Linked DNA regions of Mus musculus: all the other regions are linked to region 1. The links are chromatin contacts, called in public Hi-C and HiCAR-type maps. All regions are on one chromosome and are shown on one strand. Each heading gives the region's core, a stretch centred on a gene start, on an enhancer-like site or on the middle of the called end of the contact. The rest is flanking DNA. Distances are from core to core; before and after follow the strand shown.

What was found. A called contact is a pair of places that touch in the nucleus more often than the background predicts. HiCAR-type assays count read pairs that join an accessible place to other places.
Region 2: a contact with region 1 is called in a Hi-C map of cortical neurons, with 3 times the contacts expected there. The contact joins two enhancer-like sites. A contact is called at or near these places in 2 of 484 Hi-C or Micro-C datasets (the HL-1 cell line and cortical neurons), 1 of 115 datasets of contacts at active chromatin or transcription factors (astrocytes) and 1 of 9 other capture datasets (embryonic stem cells).
Region 3: a contact with region 1 is called in a HiCAR-type map of astrocytes, with 2.1 times the contacts expected there. The contact joins two enhancer-like sites. A contact is called at or near these places in 3 of 484 Hi-C or Micro-C datasets (cortical neurons, embryonic stem cells and neural progenitor cells) and 1 of 115 datasets of contacts at active chromatin or transcription factors (astrocytes).
Region 4: a Hi-C map of cortical neurons shows a contact between it and region 1, with 3 times the contacts expected there. The contact joins two enhancer-like sites. A contact is called at or near these places in 2 of 484 Hi-C or Micro-C datasets (cortical neurons and ventricular fibroblasts) and 1 of 115 datasets of contacts at active chromatin or transcription factors (astrocytes).

Annotation. Positions count from the first base shown.
Region 1 is chr1:168,548,876-168,551,575 of GRCm38.p6, forward strand. No RefSeq gene overlaps it. Among named protein-coding and RNA genes, the nearest start is that of Gm39696, 54 kb to the left of the region's middle. Within about 2 kb of position 1,451, at least 33 of the 459 cell types and tissues checked have an H3K27ac peak or open chromatin away from gene starts, as enhancers often do. A contact at or near this core is called in astrocytes, cortical neurons and neural progenitor cells, where this site is marked.
Region 2 is chr1:167,940,814-167,943,667 of GRCm38.p6, forward strand. No RefSeq gene overlaps it. Among named protein-coding and RNA genes, the nearest start is that of Lmx1a, 250 kb to the left of the region's middle. Within about 2 kb of position 1,313, at least 21 of the 459 cell types and tissues checked have an H3K27ac peak or open chromatin away from gene starts, as enhancers often do. A contact at or near this core is called in cortical neurons, where this site is marked.
Region 3 is chr1:169,466,663-169,469,362 of GRCm38.p6, forward strand. The region is part of intron 2 of Gm34535 (a long non-coding RNA gene); the gene reads left to right. Among named protein-coding and RNA genes, the nearest start is that of Gm34535, 5.0 kb to the left of the region's middle. Within about 2 kb of position 1,404, at least 27 of the 459 cell types and tissues checked have an H3K27ac peak or open chromatin away from gene starts, as enhancers often do. A contact at or near this core is called in astrocytes and neural progenitor cells, where this site is marked.
Region 4 is chr1:169,346,479-169,349,282 of GRCm38.p6, forward strand. No RefSeq gene overlaps it. Among named protein-coding and RNA genes, the nearest start is that of Gm34477, 17 kb to the right of the region's middle. Within about 2 kb of position 1,438, at least 9 of the 459 cell types and tissues checked have an H3K27ac peak or open chromatin away from gene starts, as enhancers often do. A contact at or near this core is called in cortical neurons, where this site is marked.

The sequences.
Region 1 (2,700 bases), core at 201-2,700:
GCAAATTGTATCTTGGGTGTTCTATGTTTCTGGGCTAATATCCACTTATCAGTGAGTGCATATCTAATGACTTCTTTTGTGATTGGGTTACCTCACTAAGGATGATATCCTCCAGATACATCCATTTGTCCAAGAATTTAATAAATCCATTGTTTTTAATAGCTGAGTAGTACTCCATTGTGTAAATGTACCACATTTTCTGTATGAATTCTTCTGTTGAGGGACATTTGGGTTCTTTCCAGCTTCTGGCTATTATAAATAAATAAGGCTGCTATGAACATAGTGGAGCATGTGTTCTTATTACCAGTTAGAACTTCTTCTGGGTATATGCCCAGGAGAGGTATTGCTGGATCTTCAGGTAGTATTATGTCCAATTTTCTGAGGAACCTCCAGACTGACTTCCAGAGTGGTTGTACAAGCTTGCAATCCCATCGGCAGTGGAGGAGTGTTCCTCTTTCTCCACATCCTTGCCAGCATCTGCTGTAACCTGAATTTTTGATCTTAGCCATTCTGACTGGTGTGAGGTGGAATCTCAAGGTTGTTTTTATTTGCATTTCCCTGATGATTAAGGATGTTGAACATTTTTTCAGATGCTTCTCAGCCATTCGGTATTCCTCAGTTGAGAATTCTTTGTTTAGCTCTGAACCCCATTTTTAATGGGTTAACACATTTTTCTTATCAGAGATATGCAAGGAAGATTTCTTTTCCTTCCCTCCAAAGGAAACATCTGGTCATATTCTTTGTCCAGTTGTTTATTGGTAAGCCTTTTGACCTGACCTTTATTTTCTTCCTCCTTGAACCATAGGATTGTTGAAGAGATGATGTAACTATATTTGTATCTTCAGAAGTTTTATTTCAGAGGCCTTGGTAATGGATTGAAGGCAGGAGGAAGGAACAGGACAGAGAGGAATAGAATTCATATGAATGGGTTAGTGGGACATGACAAGGGCTAGAAATTATAGCCTTGGGACGCCGAGGAAGAAAGCTAGGGGGTAGAACAGAATCAGTGGCTTTGGTGACCACCTTGGTATGAGGCAAAACAGAGAATCTAGAGAGGTTTTCAATTTGTGCTTTGAGGAATCAAGTGGCCAGAAATGGAGTCTGGCAGTGTAAGAGTGGGGCCAGATGGAGGTGGTGAGGTTTCCAAGGAATGTCTGGTTGGTTTAGAATGTTAACATTTTCGGAGAGATGCTAAGCCTCAGCACGAGCATTTAAAATATATGCACAGTTTTATTAAAGAAAGGTGCCCACAGTCACGCTGCCTCCTAATAGGGAAGGGGAGAACAGCGGTATCTATGTTGGGAAATCTTGTAACTGCCTTAACAAGTGGCTAAGATTAAGTTATAATTAGCATATTCTTTGTCTGAATGCAAATGCTCTTTCCAAAGCTCCTCAGTCTTAACTAGGCTAACACTTCCCTTGTTTCCATCTGTAATTTGCTTGCCAAATCCTTTCTGTGCCATTACAGGCAAATCCTATTAGGGATGTTCTAAGAAACAGGCTATTGCCTCGCTGACTACAGTCCAGAGCAGCAGAGTTTGCAATTCCAGTAGCTGGGCTGTCCCAGACCCCACCCAACTCTCACAACACCTGAGATATTTTCTATCTTTCTGACAATCACACTTCCATGTGAGATAGCTTCACATATTTGGTTTAACACAGCTTAGTTTAACATATTTGTTTAAAAGGTGTTTTCTTTGACTTTATATTGCCAGAACTCATCATGGGGCCTGGCACATAGTAGGTGCTCCTGAAGTGGTCATTAAAGGGAGAAAGTATTGACAGAGGGACTTCACTAATGCTAAGGACAAGCTAATTTTCTGTCTATTTTTCCTGCTTGCTTTATAGTTGAGGAAGCTCAGCCAAACAAAACCCTTCCATCCCTCCCTCCCAGCAAATCTCTCAGTCTCTCTGTATGGAATCAGCCTGTAGATGGAGAGAGAGAATTGTTCAAACAAGGTAAATTGTATCATGGCTAAGCTACTGTATTTCAATTACTTCCACAGTAGAAAGCAGCCTTAAACTCTACCAAGCCCTTACCGACATCTTGTCTCAAACTGTCTGTGAGTTTCCTGAAACTCATAAACTCTAGAAAATTGGCCTCAGCTTACTTAGGAATTAGGGGAGGCTTCAGGTGGGTACACGAGACTCAAAAGGCGTCACGATTGTGTGGTGTTTTCTTTCCTTTTTCTATTTTACGGTCAAGATACTTGGCATGTTTAGAAATTACATCTCCTTTATTAACTTGTTTCCAATCCTTCTTATATATTGAGATTTTCAGCCCTGTTCAGACTTTTGCTTAGCTCTAATTGCAGTACGATCGATGTACATATACAGGAGCAGACAGCCTGAATATGAAGATTAACCAATTTTCAAGCAAATATGTCCCTGTGAACACTAAGACAGAAGCCCAAATAAAACACTAGACTGACTCTCTCTCTCTCTCTCTCTCTCTCTCTCTCTCTCTTTCTCTCTCTCTCTCTCCTTCTCTCTTCCTCTGTCTCCTCCTTCTCTCTTTCTCTGTGTCTCTCTGCCCCCCTCCCCGTGTCTATATTATGATATTCTCTTTTGTGTCTGGTTTCTTTAGCTCAAAATTATCCACGGTGGTAATTTACTCCATGATATAGCTACAGCATATCAATTATTCTGTTGATAGACATGTGAATTGTTCAGAGTCTGGGGATGCCAAAAAAAAAAAAA
Region 2 (2,854 bases), core at 63-2,562, 610 kb before region 1:
GGCTAGGCTGGTAGATATCCTAAGATGCAGTGAGCAGTTCAGGAGACCCCGTTCTGTCCCCACCAACTTTGTTCATGAATGCCTTTTTTTGCGAAAGGTCAGTGTTCAACGAACCTAGAAACAATTCTTTGCTTTACCGGATATTTTTTACTGTTTCATTTTTAAAACATCATGGCCATCACCGTCGTCATCATCATTATTATTGTGTGTTGAACACGCAGAGGTCAGAAGACGACTTCGTGAGGTCAGTTTGGTTTTCTCTTTCCATCTTTATTTACATGGAATATAGGGCACAAACTAGGATTGGCAGGTTTGTGCTGCATGCATCTTTACCCACTGAGCAGCCTGGCCAATGTTTAATCATAACAATAAAGACAACAGCTACAGTAGCAGCAGCAAAAACAACAACAGCAACAATAGCAACATCAACAAAAATAACAACAGCAGCAGCAGCAACAACAATAACACCAACAGCAGCAGCAACAACAATAACACCAACAGCAGCAACAACAACAACAACACCAACAGTAGCAACAACAAGGACGACAACAACAAAATAACAGCAACAGCAGCAGCAGCAACAACAACAAGTGCCCCACAGCAGCAAAACCAGCCGTACCTTCAATACCAGGACAGATGGTCCTTGACTTATGATGTCTCGTGTATGAGGGCTGAACTTTACAGCATTGTAAAAGTGATGTGAATTCAGCAGAAAGCATGCTTCACATTTCAAATTTTTGATCAATTCCTTGGCTAGTGACAGGCATCATGACCCCGTCTCCAGGTTGGACAGTGTCAGTCAGCCGCAGCTCCCAGTCAGCCAGAGCATCAGCAGCATCGTGAGGAAAAACAACTGACAATGCTCAGGCAGTTGCTAAGCTGTGACATTTGGCAGTTAGGATTAAATGCACTCTGACTTCTGGCATTCTCACTATGATGTATCTATCGGCTCGGCCAGCACCTCTGAATGGTACCATCCCAACTGGTGCATTAATGCCTGTCCTTTTTCTAGCTTATCTGTCATTAGAGTCAAGGAACTTTATGTTCTAGGATACTCAGATCTGGATATTCACATACTTAAATACAGATTGCCTTGCTTTATCTAATTGACTAATTTAAATTTTTATTTTGTTTTAAAAATCACTTCCTTTGTATTTTTTTTGTAATAAGTACTTTTGTTGACTATTTCAAAATTACACAAATAGATACAATATGTTGAATACAAATAGCAAAAAGGAGTAGAATGTGACTGACACAGGGTGGTTAAGAGACATTTAAGGCTCAAGCGATTGATGCAATTTCACAAGAAATCCACTGGATGGCGCAAGAATCTCATGCAAATACGTCAGGGGTGGCTACTAGAGAATTCCATTTCTCTCACATTAAATCAAAAGTGATACAAATTGTTGTAAAAGGTGTGCATCTCCCCCACATCCTCACAAGGGATTGTATTTTTCTCCTTTTTTTTTTTGGCCTGTGTGTTGGCAAGGCACTAGTCTCCTGTATTCACGGTCAGAGCCGGCCCCTGAGTCTGTTTTCCCTAAGGTTCAATGCCAAGCCTTCAGACGTGGCCAGTTGCGCGGGGAAAATGACTGCTTTAGCTTTGGTAAAAATCTGAGGAGCAGAATTTTGAAGAATGAGAATTAAAGCTGTACTCCACACTGTGTTGAAGTTTGCCATACCAGCGTTACCGGCTCTGGGACAAACAGCACTGTCTTCTCCCCAGCGTAAAACACAGCATTAATATTAACATGGAGAAAGGGCCAAGCAAGAGAAACTGCATTGATGCTTTTATTCATTTATTTATCAGAGCAAAACTATTTTGTGTATGTGTATATGTGTTTGGTCATGTATATATGTATTCCGTGTGTGTGTGTGTGTGTGTGTGTGTGTGTGTAGGTCAGAGGTTAATGTCCAGTAGCTTCCTCAGTTACTCCCTTTGATGTCTTGTTTTGTTTGTTTTCATGGTGAATAATGTGTAGTTAAGATCAATAGCTGTTTGGAGTGTAGCTCAGTGCATGGGGCCCTGGGTTCAATCCCTAGCACCTCTAACTACAAGTCTATCTTTGGGGCTGGAAAGAAACTTCAGTGGTTACTATTGCATCCTGCTCATACAGAGGACCCAAGTTCAATCCCCAGCTATCAACCACCTGTGACCCCAGCTCCAGGAATCTAGTGCCCTCTTCTGGCCTCTGTGAGTGCCTGTGATCAATTGTGTAAACAGGTGGACACCACATAATTAAAATAAACCTTTGTTTTTTTAAGTAAAGAATTATCCGCGGGATTTAACTGGATTTCAGTGGAGCTGGAACTCCATTTAAGTGCTCCCAGATTTGTTGGCAATAGCTAGAGGACCATAATCAGGAGTCAGACGGACTTGTGCCTTCTTCTCCCCGCCAGCCTGATTGATTCTGGTTATTCCAACATAGAATTTCTTCCCAGCCTGGGGCTTATTGGCCTTGGCACCTATGACGAACAAAGTGTGTCATTGTCTTTGTCTGACATGGCTGACTTGGCAGTCAGGGGAAACTGGATGACGACATAGTGGTCGAGTTTGTTTTTCCTGGACATACTCTTGCCAAGGGCATTTGGACCACATCCAGAGTGGCCCTGCCTTGGGCTGCCAGAAAGTGGGTGACATGTACCCCTTCTCTTTTTTGTGACTGTGGACGTCTTTCTGCACCACTTTCTCGATCACGAGAGACTTTGGCTCGGAAGCTTTTGGTCTTCACTTTCATGGTTGTATTGGTCTCCACCTTAGTTTTGAGGCAGGGTCTCCCACTAAGCTTGCCAATTCCCCAACACTGCTGAGCTCGCCAGCCCCAGGGACTCCTCATGTCTGATGCCTCTGCTC
Region 3 (2,700 bases), core at 154-2,653, 920 kb after region 1:
TAGTAATTAGCTTCTGCCCTATGAAGTCTTCCTCTTGGACAGTTTTCTCTTGTCACAAAGGTCACTGGTTTTTCAGTGACTATTTGGGGCTCAAAATAAGATCCCCATCCAATCCTGTTTGGCTCCATGTCAGATGACATGGTCCAAAGCTCAGTGAAGAGCAGCCATACTGCTAGAAAGTCCTGAGTTATTGATATACAACTAATACTCACGAGAACAATCAATGAGCCCACTAGCATTGTTGGATCACCAGGAGAAAAATAAATGTAACTAACAGAGTGGTGCCTCTCAAACATTAATTGATAGGTTCACAGATCACCTGTGCGACCTAGTAAAACTGCATTCTGGTCCACTTGTCATGGGGTGGGATGGATTTTCTAACAAGCTCCTAGGAGATACTTGAGCAGCCACTCTCTGAGAGGCAGGACAGAATACACAGTCCTTGACTTTTCCCCACCTCCTACCCTGGGATCTACTTATGTGCTAGTGGCCCTCAGGGACAATGTACTGATGATGCTGACTCTTTAGGAAGACTGAGAAATACAGAAATTTGAGCACCAAATAGCAGACACAGAAAATGTCACGTGTCTCACATTGATACTTTCCTGAGTGACGACCACGTCCTCCTCTTTGCAACTGTGAGTGCTTTAAAGGCCACTGTATCATCTCAATGATATCACGTGTTCGTTATCTTGAAAAGTGCTTGTTACGTAGCTAGTAGATTCTCAGCAAATATTTATCAAGCAGAAATGAATCCCTCCTTGGTACACACTAAAATGCCCCATGCACACAGCAGGCACTCAATAAAAGCTTGTTGAGTGAATTAATAAAGCTGGAAAGATGTAATGACTGTGGTGCTGGGTGAAGGAAAATATTATTTCTCATCAAAATCATCTGAGCAAGATCACCTCGTAGAACTCAATGGGCACTGAGGGAAACAGCATTGATGTTAGACAAAGTCCTTGGAAACCAGTAGGCCACAGCTGACAACCCAAATTGGTTTGGGTACCATCTGGTGCTATGATTGGAGCATTTTTCATGCTCACTAATAAAGAACTCAGCCTGGCTTTGGGGAGGACTGGGTCAAACCAGAGACTTCTGAGGTCTAAGCATGGAACCAGCTTTCAGTGGCTGTAAAGAGCTGGGGACTTGGGCTGCCATTTCACCTGCCCATGACTAGGCATGTGGCCTGTGAAGAAACAAAGGCGAACTCCAGGGACCAGCTCCAGAGCCCCAGCTTTGTGTGGAGCCCACCAGGGCATACCTGACTGTGAGGCTGGAGCCAGTGAAAAGCTCCTTTCTCTACATTTGGCTTATAAAAGAAGCCAGTGGCTTGAGTCCACCAGCTTCCTGCAATCTCCGACTGCAGAGCAGCTCTGGGACGCACAGACCGGCAGGGGAACAAACAAGGGGCAACGCTGCCAAAGCTAAGAACAAAAGATGGCTTGCATTTCTGGGGTTGCATGGGATGTAGCCTGGGAGCTTTGCTCTCATTCAAAGGAAAAAGAAAAACAGAAAAGAATATTTGGAGTCTGGGATACAGAGGACAGAACAGAATTATTATTCTTCATGAGGAAAAACAGAGGTGCAGGAGGGCAGCTCCTAAGCAGAAGCGTGTTTAAAAATAGAACAGCCCCAGAGTAAGAAGACTTCAAAGTGTGCATTGGGTTTTCTTCCAGCTCTACGTATCCTTAAAGATGTTCCACAGTACCTGCAGAGAAGGCCATGGGACCTTCTCTTGTCTCCTTGTGTTGTAAGTTCTCTCTTTGCTCTTTGCCTGGAATGACTAAGGCAGAGGAAATGCCTGAAGACGAAGAGATGAACGTGGAGAAGAGTTAAAGTCATCCTTAAAGATTAATGAGCACCTCAAGCTAACCTAAGGTCAATGAATAGCCTTTAAAAGCCCTGGCTGGAGAACCCAAAACTCCTAAATCTAAAGATCACACAAAATCTGGAACTTCTCGAGTATCAGGTGAGATCCTCAGGACAACAGGTTTCGGTGTTTGAGATTTTGGAAAACTCAACCAGTAAAGTCCATATAAAATAGGCCAAAAGTCTGGCCAGTGAGATGACTAAGCATGTAAAGGCACTTGCCACCCAGCCTGACAATCTGGGTTCTATTGCCCAGGACTCAAGTGACAGAAGGAGAGAACTGACTCCCTAAAGTTGTCCTCTGGTTGCCACATGGACACAAACCTCCATGACATGACCACACCTGCCCACAAAAAGCCAAAAATACAATTGTTTTTATTTAATCCCCAAATTTGAAAGACTGAAATCTATAGCATTTCTGGTCCCAGGTATGTCCAATGAGTGCTACTCCCTACTTGATCTATGAAAACTAATAGTAATTAGCAGGTTTTAGATCACTTACCAAGTACCAGGAGTCACTCGGTGCTTTGCCTATGTTAAGTAATTGCCATCCACTTATAGATGGGTTACCTAACAGCCACTGGCATTTTAAACATAAGGACACTGCAAAACTAGCAGGGAAGTGACTGCCACAAGTGCTTTCAAAAAATAAACCATAAAGCCATGGTTGGAAAGCCATCATTCTGACTCTACCGCCTGCCTTAAACAATGTGACACCTCTGAAGGAACACCAGTCCTTAGTCACTTGCCTCTGCTTTATGGATGGAAGCCAGTTCTCAGGTGCATTTCCTTATGGCCCCAGGGATGCCCGACCCAACAGCATTGACC
Region 4 (2,804 bases), core at 188-2,687, 800 kb after region 1:
TGTCCCATTACTGCAATTCACTGGAACAGGGAGGGCAGTGTCCCAATCAGTAGAAAAGGCAACAAAAACATGGGACCTTGGAAATGCAAACTGAGCCCTCTACAAGTTGGTTCTATGCTAACTTCAGGTATTAAGTGTCAGAACTGAGTTGAGCCCTAGGACATCCTGTTGGTCTTGTGGTATCAGCAGAGAACTAATAGGGGAGACCACCACACATTTATTTTAAGTATTATAAGAAAAAGAACAGGACTTTCCTCTACCCTCTCAGACCAAGCTTGTGCAGAGCAAACTTAGCATTAAATACCAATCTAGGAAGTAGAAGTTATAGAACGAATTGATTCCACAATGTGGAAAGGTAATTGCAAGACTGAAACACTTTCTGATTCTGTGGATAAGAGCGCCAGTCTTTCTCAGTGCCACTGTATACCTTGTTGAAGCTCAAGGCAGATCTCATCTCTTAGCCAAGCATCCAGACCTTCAGCTCAGAGCAACCACTCCTTGTTCTTCCATTAAGATGCATATGTGATGATATTTCTACCCAGAGTGTTTCCCTTTTCTAAAAAGTACAGACTCCTACTCATCCTGCAAAACAAAGACCATATGTTATCTCAACTTCTTCTTCAAAACTCTGTTAGCATTTTTAAAATACTGTGTAAAATGTTCCATTGCCTCCACAGTAGGACATGCCTGTCTCTCCCACTAAAGCCTGGACTGTAAACAGCTGGAAGAAACTAGGCATGAATTATTCAGCTCTGTATCCTTTCATGCAACACAAAAACCAAGCCCACAGGAAATGTTCTATGCAAGTCTAAGGAAAGGAGTGTGTGGTGACCTCTCTGCTTTTAGCCCATCAACTTTACCTTGAAGTCTGGCCATGTCAGAATAGAGAACAAGAAAGAAATCTCATCCCCAGCTGTGCTGAGTTCTACAGGACATGAGGAAACTCTGAACAAATTCATTTTGACCTTTCCTGGCTCATAGAACAGAAAGCAATAACGTCAACCTTAGCTGTCACAAAGTCGCCCCTCTCCAAAGTCACCTGCTGCTACCTCTCAAGGTTCTGTGCCTGCTACCTTCTCCTACCTCTCCATGTTAGCACCTTTGGAAGCTCAACCAGTCATTATCCACAGACCTCCTCATGAAAGATTTGTGCTCTCTGGCATGGCTGATGGAATTCAATCCATGCTTTCTTAGAATCCTAGAGAAAAATGTGTTCTACAAGAGAACCAATATAGAGAAAGCTTGGAACATTCATGAAAATCTGATGAAGTGATGGGTCTCTGCCCTACATTTGGGTCTGTCCTCACTGTTGCACAGCTCCCAGCCTGCAAACCCTCTTTTGGGTTTTGTATTTTGAGAGTAAAGCCATTTATGCACCAATTTTCAGAAGGGGTGGTTAAGTGGTCGCCCTGAACACAGATATTATCTCACCTAACTTGCTATGTAGCAGTGACATCTACTGGGGAACATTGTCACTTCAGGGCTCCTGTTTTTATATTGGACTTAGTAACTTCAAAATGTTCACTCAATTTATCTTCGTAGCAACCTTATGAGGTGGTTAATGTTATGATGTGCAGTTATTACATGATGATGCTGAGACTCAGAGCAACTCAGTAACTGGCCTGGTGTCACATAGCAAATGTAGGGCAAAGCTGGGATTTGAACCCAGAGGAGGGTGACTTTAGCGCCTGTTCTTAGCTATCAGCACTTGTTACCTCTTGGACCATACATCCTCTTCCCGTCAAATACACCCATTACACAGCATCTTCCCTGCTGCTTTTAACTCGGATTAGATATGTACTGTTTCTACCAATAAATCCTGCTCTGGTGATCACACCCATGTACGTCACTTCCTCTTTGTCATCCTAGTACCTAGCTCACTTATGAAAGACAATAGGTGTGCCAGAGATAGTATGGAATACATTGTGCATGAGTGAATGTCATTAATAACCAAAACCCAGTGTGTGCAGGTTTCAGACACGATATGTGGAGGCAGAACCATGGGAAAGAAGCAGCTGCTTCCTTGGAATGGTCACCTTTCACACAGAGTCATCAGAAAGTATATACACAAGACTGTAGTAAACTACATGTCAATCAAGGAAGCCATTAGAAGATCCTCACAGGTCTTAGGGTAGAGTCCACATTCTCTAACTTGGAACAAAAGATTCTATAGCAGTTGGGCTCCTACTGACCTCACTTTCCTCCTCAGCACCATAGCATTTTGTACCTCTGGCTCCAGAGTTGCTGTGGTTTTCCCAAGAAATCCTCTTCACACACCTGCTGACTCTGGCATGTCCTCTCATGGGAAACTCTTATTTGGCAGAATATAGCCCTTTCTACTTTGCCTGAGAGATCTCCACTTCTCAAGAATTGGATATCAGCTCCCCTGGAACCTTCCAGAGGAACCTTCCAGAACCTTCCAGAGGAAGGTTCCATCAATACTGAGAGTCTCAGCCTTTACCCAGCAGTACGGAGGATAGAAGACATGCTACAAGTTTCAGTTAGCCTATAGCCAAGGCTGAAGCCCAGGTTGGCGATTTAGTAGATAGGTGAGCCATGAAGTTTAATTATCATTCTGAATTTCAGAATTCCTCACTCATTTTCAAACTTTGGAAAATTAGAGGTGGTGCCTACTGCATGCTGAGGTAAACACTAATTGAACAGCTAAGGTAATGTGTTTGAAACAGTTCACAGTAAAAGGTGGAAAGTGTTGGCTGCTGTTTTGTTGTTCTAACTATTTAGTCGTCTCTCTTCCCACAGTCAGTAAGTTGCTCAGCCAAAGACTGTTTTAAGAGCTGGAGAGA